Regions from separate parts of the Mus musculus genome. Here regions 1 and 2 are each linked to region 3. Evidence: chromatin contacts called from public HiCAR-type and promoter capture Hi-C data. All regions are on one chromosome and are shown on one strand. Each heading gives the region's core, a stretch centred on a gene start, on an enhancer-like site or on the middle of the called end of the contact. The rest is flanking DNA. Distances are from core to core; before and after follow the strand shown. Region 1 holds the start of Acadm (acyl-Coenzyme A dehydrogenase, medium chain). Region 2 holds the start of AI606473 (expressed sequence AI606473). Region 3 holds the start of Negr1 (neuronal growth regulator 1).

What was found. Promoter capture Hi-C pulls out the DNA fragments that hold promoters and counts their contacts. HiCAR-type assays count read pairs that join an accessible place to other places.
Region 1: a contact with region 3 is called in a HiCAR-type map of astrocytes, with 4 times the contacts expected there. The contact joins the promoter of Acadm here to the promoter of Negr1 in region 3. A contact is called at or near these places in 1 of 39 promoter capture datasets (hippocampal neurons) and 1 of 115 datasets of contacts at active chromatin or transcription factors (astrocytes).
Region 2: a contact with region 3 is called in a promoter capture Hi-C map of embryonic stem cells. The contact joins the promoter of AI606473 here to the promoter of Negr1 in region 3. A contact is called at or near these places in 3 of 39 promoter capture datasets (embryonic stem cells, liver and pre-B cells), 6 of 484 Hi-C or Micro-C datasets (all in embryonic stem cells), 3 of 115 datasets of contacts at active chromatin or transcription factors (astrocytes and embryonic stem cells) and 1 of 9 other capture datasets (embryonic stem cells).

Annotation. Positions count from the first base shown.
Region 1 is chr3:153,942,496-153,947,298 of GRCm38.p6, reverse strand. Acadm (acyl-Coenzyme A dehydrogenase, medium chain) reads left to right here and starts at 2,656. Exons shown (of 12, transcript NM_007382.5): 1 at 2,656-2,903. The coding sequence starts at 2,874.
Region 2 is chr3:154,329,038-154,334,103 of GRCm38.p6, reverse strand. AI606473 (expressed sequence AI606473) reads right to left here and starts at 3,283. Exons shown (of 3, transcript NR_040387.1): 1 at 3,041-3,283; 2 at 1,599-1,745; 3 at 1-1,190. Lhx8 (LIM homeobox protein 8) reads left to right here and starts at 3,544. Exons shown (of 9, transcript NM_010713.2): 1 at 3,544-3,832. The coding sequence starts at 3,752.
Region 3 is chr3:156,559,235-156,563,899 of GRCm38.p6, reverse strand. Negr1 (neuronal growth regulator 1) reads right to left here and starts at 2,106. Exons shown (of 7, transcript NM_001039094.3): 1 at 1,548-2,106. The coding sequence starts at 1,705. It overlaps 4930570G19Rik (RIKEN cDNA 4930570G19 gene), which reads left to right and starts at 2,213. Exons shown (of 4, transcript NR_040399.1): 1 at 2,213-2,424.

The DNA of each region.
Region 1 (4,803 bases), core at 1,407-3,906, 2.6 Mb after region 3:
CAACCATCATCAGGAGACAAAGCTGACATTAAAGACTTGCTCATGTGAAGTAATATGAATGTACAGCAGGGGCCATTGTTCAGGACAACTGGCTTGGCCTCTTAAAGAAAACAAGAGGGGGGCTGAGGAGACAGCTTAGTGGTTAAGAGCAGAGGACCTAAGTTTGGTTCCCAGTACACACAGCCAGCAGCTGGCAATCACCTATATCCAGTTCCAGGGAATCCGTTATCATCGTTTGGCCTCAATGTGCACAGAGACATACAAATATACATATTTTTTAAAAAGATGCTATTGTTGGCTAAAGATTGATTAAATTTTAAAATAGAAGAAGTTAAAACCAATTTGAAGTAGGAAAACATTCATAGAATTCTGGTTTGAAAACAAATTACATGTAAAAGTCACTGGAGAAATGCACATATTGACTATGTCTGGATATTAAATGATGATAGAGATTAACTGTCCAGACAGATGTGACAACAGAACTCACATGACAATGTGTTATATAAATATTTAGAGTTGGAGCGTGTTATGTTCAAATTAGTTCTGAGACTAATCAAATTCTTAGAAATTGCTCTTACCCAAAAGCTCCAACTCTGTGCTGGAGAGATGGCTCAGCGGTTAAGAGCACTGACTGCTCTTCCGAAGGTCCTGAGTTCAAATCCCAGCAACCATATGGTGGCTCACAACCATCTGTAATGAGATCTGATGCCCTCTTCTGGGGTGTCTGAAGACACCTACAGAGTATTTACATGTAATAAATAAATAAATTTTGCCGGGCGGTGGTGGCACACGCCTTTAATTCCAGCACTTGGGAGGCAGAGGCAGGCAGATTTCTGAGTTCGAGGCCAGCCTGGTCTACAAAGTGAGTTCCAGGACAGCCCGGGCTATACAGAGAAACCCTGTCTCAAAAAAAACAACAACAACACTCCCCCCCACCCCAAAAAAAAGCTCCAACTCTTCACTTGGGCTCAAAGATTGCTGAGAAGGATAAAAGTCTGCTACCTTCATTTGCATCTGTTCTCTTAACTTTGGGTCCAACTCCTTAATGCTATACAGTCAGTCAAATATTGTAAGATCGCTAACCCTTGTTATTCCTGTTTGAGAGTGAATGTGAGGTGAAGCAAACACACTGTACCAGAGACAGAGAGACACGCTCTCAAAGCATCTCTCCAGGCTACCCCAAAGTCTCTGTTCCAATGAAGTAGCAATATCAAGATGCTTAATGGAAACAGAGCAAAGAAGGTCATATTTACATCAAAGTACTTTTCAAATACTTTAGTAGAAATGTTACAGAAAAAAAAAAAAAGCCATAGGCTTCCAATGCTATCTGACAACATTTGCCATCTGGTTGGTGGGAGGTAGGTGTGTGCCTGAATATTCTAAAGAATGTACCTAATGGTCACAAAGCTGTTAGCTTACACATAAAGGAAGGCAATAAATGGCTGCCAAGGAGGCTAAAAATGGCACAGATAATGTTGTTTGTGGACCTGGAACATTCCACAATCAGAGGTTTAAACAGCTCATCAGACTAGCAGGCCATTCAAAGGAAGATACCTTTTTCTGGAATGTTCCCTTACAACCATTAGAAACTATGTTTCAGGAAAGATTGTTGATGTTGAAAGATTAATCTTATAGATCTGAGCATTTATCTCACAATGGAATCCACATACCTTTTCTAGGCTTTGGTGTGCCTGACAATGCTACAGGTAAGACAGAGAGAAGATGAGAATTTTTCATTGTTCATTAGTCTCAAAAATAAGCTCCTGTCTCCCAGTTCCTTGAAGCAGAGAGCAAGAGGACTATTGACAGCTTAATCTTTGGCAACTAAGGTACCCAACACTAAGAAGTTTTATAATCTCTCATCTTTATAACACCACAGCTACCATCTCAGACACAAGGTCTAACTGGAAGACAATGGGAATTTAAGCAAAGTTTACAAACTCATGAGCAAAATTTCACTCCCAATGTTCACTGTCTGGGGAGCTTTTGGATAGGCTCAGCTTGGGTTCCCAAGGATGCTTCCCACATCTATATAAGTGGATAATAAGTAGCCTTGAAAACGTTCAGAAAAATAGATGAAATAAACACTATTGTGCTTTGGTTTGTTTAGGTTTTGCTACTTGGCTCTCGCTGGCCTCAAACTCGCAGTGATCTTCCTTCTCAGTCTCCTGGCACTGAGATGTCTTAGTCGCCCTGGCTACACATGCAGCTAATTTCCTATTTAAATTTTAAGGAGTACAGACTACCTATCGATCTAGCCCAGAATTTGTTGTTCCAGTGAATACCGGAGCCATAAAGAATCTGACTCTCCAAGTAAAGGTCACAGCTGACTGCTAGAAACGTCTGGCTGCGCCCTCTGGCCTAGATTCGGGTCCAGCTCTCCCGGGCAGCCCTCTGGAAAGAACGTGACCTTCGGGCTCCGGTGACACTGGGCACACAGTCTTCTTCTCCGGGCCAAGCACAGAAGTTTAGGCTCGGGCAAGGTCGGGAGCAGGACGCATGCGCAGAGGGCCTTCAGGCCACTCCCTCTTCTGGCCCAGGTCCGGACCCGAGACCCTCCCTCATCTAGCCCCGCCTCCCAGGCCACACCCCTTGAGCCTGCAAAGACCACGCCCAAGGTCTTCTGCTTGGACCCGTCATCCCTCTGTCTCTCAGCCGAAGTCAGTCTGAGAGCTCAGACCTCATCTGTGTGTAAAGGGACTCCCTAGGCCACGCCCCCGAGGTCTGCAGACTTTGACCCGCACGCCTCCGCACCCCTAGAGTCTAAGGCCCGCCCCTCTCCTCCCTCCAAGCCACGCCTCCTGGGGGCGGGACCCCCGTCCGTTTTGCTTGCTGCACGGAGGTGGTCGGAGGCAGCAGATCGAGGAGCCATCATGGCAGCGGCGTTCCGCAGAGGCTGCAGGGTGAGCGGGTGACCGGGTGGTATCGGGAGGGTCGGCCCTACGCGGCCTGGGGGAAAGCGGGAGCCTGCGGGCGTCCCCCCGCGCTGCCTGCCGCCCTCCCTCACTGATCTCCGGGCTCTGACCCCTGCAGGCGTGGCCCTGCGGACCTGCTTCATTCTGGGTCAATGGGCTCAGCCACTTCTCTCCAGTCACCCACGCTTCTTGAAGGGAACCCGGTGTCAGAACCCTGCTGTGGCAGAGGCGATCACTTCCAAAAAACTTTGACTGTAGTCCCACCCCAGGAAGGCATCAGTGTGTGGTTCTGTAGCCACGGGCGTGAACAAGTGTTAGGATCCAAACAGGTTGATCCTGGGTGTGCACAGAACACAGGCACAACACGAAGGAAAGGGAAGTGGGCCGCTCCGCTCGCACCAACAGGGTTAGGACGCCTGTGGTTTTGTGATGTACAGGCACCCTTCCAAAAAACAAAAGGGAGACAAGCCTACCGAAGAATTTTCATGAAGCTTGCTTTCTAAATGTTGTACCCTGCAGAGTTTTGTCTCCTAAGCTGTTTTAACCACTAGTTTGTTATATTAGCGATGTGTTCGTACAAACCTCCATTTATACCACCTAAAACTGGACTGAAGTTGCCTCTGGCACCGAAAGCTGTAGTTTTAGAATTTACAACACCATTACTATACAACTCAACAGGTTCTGAAAGCAGAAATTGAAGGGTTTTAAAGTTATTTTTTATTCTGACAACAGAACTACAGGTTTCTTGGTGCCTCCAAGGACAAGAGAGGGAAAGTCTAACACCATAACAAAACAGAAAATGCATTCCTTTATCCTATTTTTCACACCGGGATAAAACCAAGAGTCAAATTTCTAAGTAATTCGTTACTTAGTTATGCTGTAGTTGCGGGCTTGAAGACTAAAGTTAGTAGTGTTCCCATATTGGAATTCCTTGGTTTTGGCAGAGAGCCAGGAATAATAAACGCAATTCTCTTCTGACTTTAGAGTTTCAGAGTGTCGTCGTTCTTTATATTGGGTCTCATTTTGTAGTCCAGGGTGGTGCGGCGCTCACAGCTTCACCTCTGCCTTCAAGCCTGGCTGTCTTATTTTAATAATCTCCAGTTATCTCCTAGGATTAGTGAGCCTGATTTTCAGGTGTAAATACAAATTGTGTGTTTGGAACTGTTCCCAGACGGGTGTTTGCAAAACTTAAACTCTATGTTGTAATGCTAAGTTTTTAACCCTGTTCTTTTTTTTATTGTTTCTAAGCTGTCTACACACAGACACGTGCACACTCACATACACAGACAGGTGTGTTCACACACACAGACACACACAGACCTGCACATCCTCTCTGCACAAGCAATGAGCAGGCTCGTGCGTGCATTAAGCTACTCTAATTGAATGACTAATGTCAGTATATAAGGAGCCCAGTAATGGGCCCGCCACTTAAGTTGTATAAAATGCAGCTGACCAGTTTTGTAGAGTGGTGGTCTTCATTTAATCTCGGAAGTAGAGGCAGAAGAATTGAGATCCCAAGGCTAGCCTGGATTCCACGGTGGGCTTGGGGGCTATCCTAAACTACTTCAAAAGAACTTGTCCTAACAGGAACACAAACCAAATTATTAGGGCCTGGTGTGGTGGGTCAAGCCTTTAACCCTGCATTTATGAAGGTAGAGTTAGGGAGCTCTCTGGGAGTTCAAGGCCAGCCTTGTGTACAAAGTAAATTTCCAAATCAGCCACAGCTACGTATTGAGACCTGTCTCAAAAACAAAACAAACAGCACCACCAAAAACTGCACTTGAACACACACACACACACACACACACACACACGGAAGGAGGGAGGGTGGAAGGGAGGGAGAGAGAGAGAGAATGAGAATGACTGAGCAATTTACATTTTTTTCTCA
Region 2 (5,066 bases), core at 2,034-4,533, 2.2 Mb after region 3:
CACAGAGTGCAGAAGCAGACTCCTAGCCTCCGGCTTTTAGCAACAAAACAAAACAAAACAAAACCTCTGGACGCTCTCTTTTCTCCACTTTCCAGACTCCGATGAGCACACGAAGTGGGCAACAATCCAAGGTGTCTCGCTTGCAGTTTCAGGGTGATCAAAACTGAGCGTTGACATCAGGGACATTGACAGTTCCTTCTTGGGAGCGGAGGTCACACATTACCCTAGTGCAGCAGATAATCCTTGGGTTACATTACTGCACAGAATCCTTGGGTCGACTGTGCAGAGGCGCGGTACTAGGAAGTGAATCTCTCCGGTCTTGGGTTGGAGAAAGTGCTGCCCAGCCAAGCTAGACTTTGGTCAGGACACTGTAGCTACTTCGCTTAGGCTTCTTCCCAGGTTCCAGCCCTGTCTAGACTAGGATTTTGTGAGTCCTTGCCAGCCCTCTGGAGGATCGCAACTCCAGAGAGGGCAACATTAGAAGCTGAGAACCAGTGTATGACCTGCCTTTTGCTCAAGTTCCGGGATAAGTCCCTTCAAAAGTGTAGTTAGCACATGGAGCTCAGACGCGCAGAGTTCAATAGTTAAATTGGCGGGGACTTTCACTACTTCAAGTAATAATTTTCTAATTCGGATCTATTGCTTTTAAATATCGAACTCCAGAGAACTCTGTCAATGCAGCCTTTTTCTGCCCCATTGATGCTTGATGTTCATAAACGGCTCCTGCCTTGCGAGCCGGGTATGAAAATACCAGTTTTATGCCTTTGATAGGAATCGCCAAGGAGGAGAAGACGGGTTATTAGAAGACCGCAGATTTCTCAGCAGCTCGCCGTCCAATTAGGGAGCTCTTCGCCAAGGTGGAAGCTCTGAGTGTCAGGTAGATTCTCTTTCTCGGGTCCTAGACGAAGGCCTGGCTCGACGGGCTCCAGACCCTTTCCTGCACCCCACCCCAAGGTTTTAGCAGGGCACACTTAGTGCCTCCGAACTTGCAAGCGAGCCGCACAGCCCCGGAACAGACATAGTTTTCTTTCCTACCCCATTCAATCCTTTGAGAGAGCCAGGAAATCCAGGGTGTTGGCCGACCTCCTAGTGGGCCTTCCTCTCTGGTTTTCATTTGATGAACAGTGGCTTCTAGAAATTTCAGTCCAATAGGAAGGCACCAACAAGGCACGGCCGATTTATTTTCCCACCTACAGACAAGCAAGATAATATATATATACATTTTTACTGTGTTTCGTTCAAAATTGATCTCAATTGGCGTGCGGGGGCTAAAACTCTCATTCTGATTTTTTTTTTTTTTTTTAAGAAAAGTGCTTTGTAAATTTTACCTCAAACACTTAAATGTGGAAAGAACAGAAGGCGAACTTTTTCTCTGTCTGATCCGAGGAGCAGTGAGTTCTAGTTTGCCTGCGGGCATGGAGAAGCTAAACATTTTTTAAGCAAGTGGTATATGCAGGGTCAGAAGGTCATTAGGCCCAAGACCCCACAACTCAGCCTTGACTTTCCTAGTAAAAACTTTCACTTTCTGCTCCGCCCATCTCCAGCCCAAACCCTAAGCCAAAGCCTCGGTCGGTCGCCAGGACAGGGAACGCACTTACCACGGGGTAGCCCCTGGAGCGCGCTGGACACAGGCAATTATGCTGCTGGTGAGTTCGCAGTCCCGCCGGGCGCCGGGAGCAGGGCGGACGCCAGACCAGCCCTTTAGACTCCAGTCTGACGTCCTCCTTCTCTAAGCCCGGAAGCCTCTAAAAAAGAATCATTTCCTCCACTTATGCAGAGATAGGAGCTCTCAGATCAAGATTAGTATGTTGAAAACCTGATTGAGAGCAGCCTGATTAGGCGAGGGTGGGTGGAAAGGCGGCGTACACGACGGCGCCCCCTCCCTATGTCCCCCAAAAGCTCTAGCGCGCTGGGCTCTCCAGATGACCGGCACAGACCATTCTCGCTAGCAGGCAAAGGGAACTTCAGAGTTACGTTGCAATACTTAGCACAAAAGACTGTAAGTAATTCTCCAAGCTAGACTCTAGTTTTAGTTCCTCATCCAGGGAGTCGGTCCAACGCCCGACCTGCTGGAGCCAGCATTCCGCACCAGTCTCTCTCTCTCTCTCTCTCTCTCTCTCTCTCTCTCTCTCTCTCTCTCTCTCTCTCTCTCATCTCTGATCAGAATCGTATGGAAAATACTTTATTATGTGGATTCCCTCACCCACTCCTGATTTTCGCTTTTGACGAAAATCAGCAGCAGAAGCCACAGAAGCAGCAGCAGCAACAACAACCACTATTTAGCTTTTCGGGCAGTCGGTCCAAACCTCCACCGTTCTATGCTTTACCAGAATACAGTCGATTCTTAAATCTCAGGTCCCTCATACTCCACGCTAAATTTAATGGAGATCTCCTGATGGGCATCGGCCAGAGGGTGCTAATATGAAAGTGTATGTAATGGCTGAAAAGGAGAGCCGAGATGGCGTATGTTCAAACGTCCTCTGTGTTTAAGGAGGAAAGGGGCAATCAAAGAAAACCTTTAATCCCTGCCCACCCCAATGCTCATTTTGTCCAGAGAAAGTGTGGTCAGCATTAGTTGCTGCTGGCCCCTCCACTACCCCTGATGGCTGGTCTGGGTTCTTCTTCTCCCGCTAAAATAAGACAAGGGAGTAAGATTGCTCTTCCTTGTGTTTCACTACATATATTTCTGTCTAACTAAGGTAACAAAAGCATGGTTTTGTTATAAGGCTTGAGAAACTGACTCCAGGATGTTCTTATATCACTTAAATTCCAAACGTTTCTCTTTTGCTTATCTAAAGGGACAAATAAATAAAAGTAATTAAAAAATAACTTCTTACAAAATTTTTCTTCTATAAACAAAGTGAGACCTCATAAACAAACAAACAAAAAACCTCACACTTTCCAATTCAGATAAAAATTATCTCTACCCTACTCACATTCAAACGTTCACACTTAAGCACGGGAATGTGGAGTGCGCAGCAGTCTATCTATGGCATACCGTTTGTCTAGAATTAAAGAAAATAAAAAAATCGTAACATACTTTCGTTTTTCTTGTATCCTTGATTTCAAATCTAGTCGCGAATCAAATCTAGTCCTTCGTTTGTCCCTTCATTATCTTAACGGGAAAACCTTTCGAAAATGTAGAGAGAACCATTGGTGCGCATTTAGGGAGACCTAAGACTTGGGAATCCAGAAGACCTCCGCTTTCCCTCCGTGAGCCGCTGAAAGAGCTGTAACCCGAATCTTTGTTTAGGTTTTGGCTGGGGAGCGAGAATTTAAAGACAACTCAGAGGCAGAAAGCTTATTCTTAAAAAGAAAAAAAAAAGGCAAGTTAACGGACATCCGCAATTCCCCCCCACCTTTAACACTGAACTCAGAGTAAGTTGTCTGGTGCAGATAAAGATCTTAACATGTAGAGAAGGCGGGTTTTTCATAAGGAGGTGAGGCTGTCCCTTCAGGAAAAGACTTTTCCCCCACACCCCCTCCTCTCTGCGAGGTTCCACCCTCTGGAAAACACAACTTTCCCTCTTTTCCTGGAGGGACAGGCCTTAGTGTGGCTGAGAGAGGAAGAACAGTGGGTCAGAGAGTGGTTACGGTCACTGTGGCCTTTTTGGAACAAGACACACTGGTGGCATCGCTGTTCTGCCTGTTAGCTTTCCTTGGCCTTTGGGGGCGGAGGAGGGGACACTGCGGACACCCACAGCCTCTGACCCTCTGGAGCTGGTATGTGACGAGCAGCGCCTGCGGGGCCATGTATTGGAAGAGCGATCAGATGTTTGTGTGTAAGCTGGAGGGAAAGGAAGTGCCGGAGCTGGCGGTTCCCCGCGAGAAGGTAAGCGAGCCTACACCGGGCGGGATCTGTTGAATAGGAGTTTCCTTGAGAGAAGAGAGTTGTCCGGCCCCTAAACCAGGCTGGGAAACTACCTGTCACTGCCTCGTCTCCAGACCTGACAATTTTTTTTATTACGTAGTAGCGTTAGGTAGTAATCACTCCGTCCCCTCCCCACGGGCTCACTTAACCTAAGGCATGGACACTCTAATTTGGGAGACGAAACCTGGAGCCTAAGACGCTCACGGGGCAACGTGAGTCCTGCTTGTATTCTACGTGACGGGCTGTTCGCGGCAGTCTGGGGCAGGGGCCGGGGGTCTAGGTGTTTGTCTCAGGGCACCAGATACCAATGGCTGCGCTCTGCTGAACGCTGGCTCTTGCCACGGATAAGGTGAATGTGGGGCTTGAGACCCGGCGGCGACAGACCTGGGGACTTGAGTCTTCCAGGGCCCGCCCGCTCTTAGAAAGGGACAAAAGAACGATTTCGTTGGAAATACCAAAAGGGCAAATTTCGCAGTACGAGGCGAGCCTAACGGGGAGACCTGGCAAGCTGTCACCTACTCCGGAGGCAAGACCCGTGGGTGCTCGCATTTTATGGTGGAACTCGGTTCCTAAACTGTTGGAGAGCAGGGCCGGGGTGGGGGTATCGGCTGGACATGGGCAGAGTAGTGCTGGCTTCGTGTTTGTCTGACGGTTGCGGGTAGCGTTTCTGTCTGGATGCTTTCTGTCCACGAAGACGCGCCCGGGAGCAGCTGCGCCGGGGCTACCCAGGCGTGCGGCCGCTGGCTCACCTGGAGCTTTCGGAAGACAGAGGAAAAGGAGACAAAGGGACGCAAAAGCGAGGGGTGTGGGCTGCTGGAATCCGCGGACCCACTCGCCCTAAACTAGACTTCTCAGAGAGATTGCATTCGTTTATAGAACAAAACTGAAAGTGCAGCCAGGGATTGGGGACACTTGAGCGACGCGTCCGCGTGCTCTAAAATATTCTGACCCGCATTGGGTGAGTTTTTTTTTTTTTTTAATGGAACAAATTAAATTCAGCTGGATATTTCCATTATTCGGCCCGCTTTTGCACTGGTTAAAACTAATCCTTTAGTAGCTAAAATGTTGACTTACTGAGCACTAAGTGGCAATTCACACCTTAAAGAAACCAGTGTAAATCGCTTACGGTTCTAATTGCTTCAAGTTTACCAAAGAGCTGCTGGCTCCGTTTAATCTGAAGCATTTTCATTCAAAT
Region 3 (4,665 bases), core at 857-3,356:
CCAAAATGAAAAGTTATTCTTCTATACTGTAGCAGAAATGCATTACTTTTGTGTTCTCCGACACTTAACAAGAATAATATATTCTTAAAATAAGGTATTAGCATATATTAAAATTGTCCTGTGTAATTGGCCTCAAAAACAATTAAAAAGCTTTAAGTCATGCCTGAAACCTACATCCTTAAATTTAAAACGTTGCCTGTTTCAACCATAAATAAGCATTCTTCCCCACCTTAGACATGCATGTATTATACTGGCTCCCTGTAATCTGTACTCAAAAGCAAACTACCACCCAGTGGAGAGAGTGAAGATCTTCCAGGGATATTGGCAAAGCAAGCCAGGTTTTTTTTTTTGGGGGGGGGAGGCAGGGGGACAGTGTAGGTGGGTCTATGGGAAGTGAAGAGCAAGGCAGGGCAGGGAGCCCTGTTTAGCGCTAAGCTTGACTGGTCATCAATTTATATCCAATGGGAAAGGAAATCTTCCCCTGGGCATACTTGGTAGTGTGGCTTCTGAGGAAAACAGGCTAGGGAGACCTTTCACCGACAAACACTCTGTTCATGCTCAGCTCAGTGAAAATAGGGGAAGACAAGAGGCAAAACTACAGACAGAAGAGAAAGGGAAGTGTGTGTTGGGGGTTGGGGGGTGCACGTGTGGAGTGAGTGTGGAGTGTGCATCCTTTAAACACTGGGGGGGGGGGTTCTGAGTGTGAATCATTTCTCACAGGAGGGAAGTGCCAGTGTATGAGAGGATGGGAGAGCTGAGAGGGAGTGTGCTCATAAAATCGAGATTTATGGGATCTGAATATGGTACTGGACCTTGAGTGTGGGTGTGACAGAAAAGTGCATGGGAGGCAAAGCTGGAGACAGATGATGGTCTGGGAGGGGAAGACAAGGGCTATGGTGAGGACCGGAAATTAGTGGAAAGGGAAATCTGGAAAAACAGGGAGAATAAGGAATGACAGGAACTAAGGTGTGAGGGAAACACTGGGAACACTATAGCATAGGAGTAAACCAGAGACTGGAGGCAATAGGGGTGACTGAAGAGGGAGTTGGAGAAATGGGATAGGGGACAGAGGAAGAGGGAAACACAGAAGGAAAGCAGCTACAGGAGGGGGAAAAAAGCTGAATGGAATATTTGGATCTTACTGTTCAAGTGAGAGGGAAAATAAATGGAGCACAGAGCCAGCAGTTGAGAAAAGTCGCTTACGGAGTGAAGCAGAAACAAGCCCTGTAAACTTGTCAGACTCCTGGAGTACCGCTGGCAGCAGAGCGGAGACCTGGCTCCAAAGTGGCACCTGCCCCTCCTTCAAGCCCCACACTTCCTAAGCCCGGGCTGCTTGGAAAGCGCTTTTCCCTCTCTCCCTAATCCAGCCAGACCCCTGCCCCGGGGTCCGAGAAGCCCAGGAAGGGTCATGCGTGGCTAGCCTGAGGTGTGGTGTTTTTGCTCGTGAGCAACAGCAGGATTCACTCTGGGTGTAAAGCAAGGTGCAGAGAGGGAAAGGGACGGAAAGACAGACTGAGGCAAGTGTAGAGAGGGCGCGCGGTCCCTACCTGAGCACCGCTGTGTCACCTTTCCTCACCAGCATGTTGTCCACGGCCGCCCAAGGGAAGTCCACGCTCTGCCCGGCCGGGAGGCAAGAGCACAGGCTCAGAAGCACCGCCGCCAGCCACTGGTTCGAGCAACAAGCGCCCTGCGCCAGGAGCACCATGTCCGTGCCTGCCAGGCTGCTCGCTCTCCGGCAGCGTCGGCTCCCACCCCCTGCTGCTGGCGAGGCTGCCCGATAACCAGGCGGCGCGCCACACGAGATTTTTTTTCCTCTTTTCCTTTTTCTGAGTGGGTGGGTGGGTTTCTTCTCTTTCTCGCCCCCTCCCTAGTTGTCGGGCGTAGTTTCCCTCTTTCCCCGGCCTCGCCTCCTTTCTGCTCCTCTGCAGCTTGCCTTCCCTCCCTCCCCTCCCGCCCCCTGGCACCGCGCTCCACCTCCTTCGGGGCGCCCGGCCGCGTCCGGAGCGTGGCTAATCCCTGGCGGCCGCACACCGTCCTGCGAGGCTGCGAGCAGAGCGCGGGAGGCGGCGCAGGCAGCGCGGGGCGCAGCAGCGGCCGGCGGCCCCCGGGCTCGCGCGCGTTGCCAAGCGGCCGTTTCCGTAGCAACCCCGCCCAGGGATGGAGGACCAGGCAGGGAGGGGGGCCGGAGAAGCGAAAGAGATAGATCAAAAAGAGGAAAGAAGAGGGACTGGGAAGCTAGGGCGACTGAGGATACGCCGAGGTCTAGTCCGGCTTGGCAGCGCGAACTAGAGAGCTTTGCGAGCCGCGGGGCTGGGAAGTCAGGGCATAAGGGCCAGGCCTGCCCTCTGGTGCTTTCGGCTCCTCGGGCCCCCGACTTTAAAGTGCTCAAGTTGGGGTCGGCGCCATCATGACGCCTGAGACTGAGTGAGTTGGCTTTTTTTGTTGTTGTCTTGTATTTTTTTTTTAATCCTGACTAGCTAATAGCGCTGTTAATAAACTGCCAGTTAGCTCTCTCTTCTCTCTCTTCCTCTCCTCTCCTCTCCTCTCCTCTCCTCTCCCCTCCCCTCCCCTCCCCTCCCCTCCCCTCCCCTCCCCTCCCCTCTCCTCTCCTCTCCTCTCCTCTCCTCTCCTCTCCTCTCCTCTCCTCTCCTCTCTTCTCTCCCCTTCCTGTTTCCTTCCCTCCGTTCCTTATTTTTCCTTTAGTGGGGGTATTTCTTTTCACCCTCTCTTGGAGATAAGCAGGGATTGTGGCGGCGCTGCTGCTTTACGGGGACAGTATAGTGATTCGGGCATGCCGACCGAAAGCTAGTGCGTGTGTGAGTCCGCCTGTGCGTACTGGAGAACGCCTGCCCTTCTCTGTGCGTCTTGATACTAACTTGCGCATGAGTGTGTGTGCGCGTGTGGTGTCAGCACAGAGTGTCCACTTGTGAGAGGGAGATGGAGTGTGCAGGGCGCGTGCTGGGCCCGGGAGCGCGCGACACGCAGGCGCAACGGGAGGGATGGGCGGGCCTTACTGGGATGCAGAGTTGGAGGAGGCTGCAATCAGTGTTTTAATTGTGTGGAGCTAGGCGGTCCTGTTATGTAAGAGGCAGTTTAACCCATTTGAGCCTACTGGGCGGAAGGCTTGCGCATTCGGTTGAAGCCAAGGCATTCCTCGGCTTTAAAGAGTCCCAGTTGTATTTTTTTTTTTCACCGCCTCCCAGTTGGGGTGGACCTGCATCCTTTGAGCAGTAACCTCAACCCCTCAAGGGGCAAGCAGTGTCCCGCGGATCTGCTAGCCTACGCCCAGGTCAGGGCAAAACAGGGTACAAGGCACGGGGGTCACCCCATAGTCCACTCTTCCCCCCCCCCCACCCCCTTTCTGGCACTCATTTTCAACCCTAAGATCCTAGAGGTCTTCCAGGCGATTTGCAAATCAATGAGAGAATCTGAATCCAGAACAGCGATTCCAGTGCCCATGAGGAGTTTGGGAAGCTGGTGGTTAGAAATAACTTACCCTCACCACTTGGTTTCCCCCACCTTCCGCCTGTAGCGGTATTTACAAAACACATTCGTCTTTCACTGGTGCTCATTTGAACTCCTTTATTTATTTATTTATTTATTTATTTATTTATTTATTTTATTCTTTTATTTTTTTCTGAACGCCAGCAGGGCCCCGCGGCAGAGCGCACTGAAGCAAGGATCTCTGCAGGGGTCAGCATCCGGCTTCCTCCCCAGACTGAGCTCTTGATGAGGCAGGCAGGAGTCATAGATGTTGGTGGTACCCAAGGTGGCTTTTTATTTTTTATTTTTATTTATCACGTTGTCTAAGGATAGATGGGGTAGGGCCAGCAATTCACATCACCCGGGACCACCCAGACTGACTATCCAGGAGCCTCTAAGCAACATCACCACCCTGCAGAAGATTCCCTGCGAGGCTCAGCAATTAACGGAGAGGTTTGCAGCAGGAGCTACTGATGTGATTAGTATTCAGGCTTAATTCTCAGAACCCGCTCGGGAATTGAAAGTGCGGTAGTATTCAGCCGCATTTCGAAACATCAATAAAATGTTAGTCATTTGCGGATGAATGAAAACATTTTTCTTTACCGTCTGCTGTGCTAGGGAAATTATTGTCAAATGGCAGCCTCCCACTAATATTGATGCCAGATACCTAAAGCTCTCCTCTTGTGTACTTCATTTAACATTCTTGGCAGTGCACTCTGGATAAAGCTTAAAATTATCTAGGACAAACGAGGTATTAGAAGGCTTGACTTCCCACTACGTGGCCAACTAGTTCCATGCGGTATTATTTCGCTATCGATAAACTAGACGCCAATGAAAAGAGGCAGAAGCCTCAGTTTCTGGCATTGAGCCAAAGTTTAAGGATATTGTATGCAGGGATGGAAGAGCCAGCGCCTTCAGAGTACAAGCCACTGAAAGACATCCTTTCCTAACTGCTTTCCCCAGAGACTAACTAACATCTTCAGCAGTGGTAGTGGGGGGTGTTGGATAGGATGGGGGGATTCTGTGGCCAGGGAGTGAGCTCTACAGCAATTTTAATATGTACAACAACCCTTCAGGCTCCTAGACCGAAACTGGAGCCACTTCTATTTAAAGGCAATGAGTTTCCTTTCCTCTTTCTGGTTTCTATCTGGGCTTCTAGTCGATGATCAGAAAATACTTAAC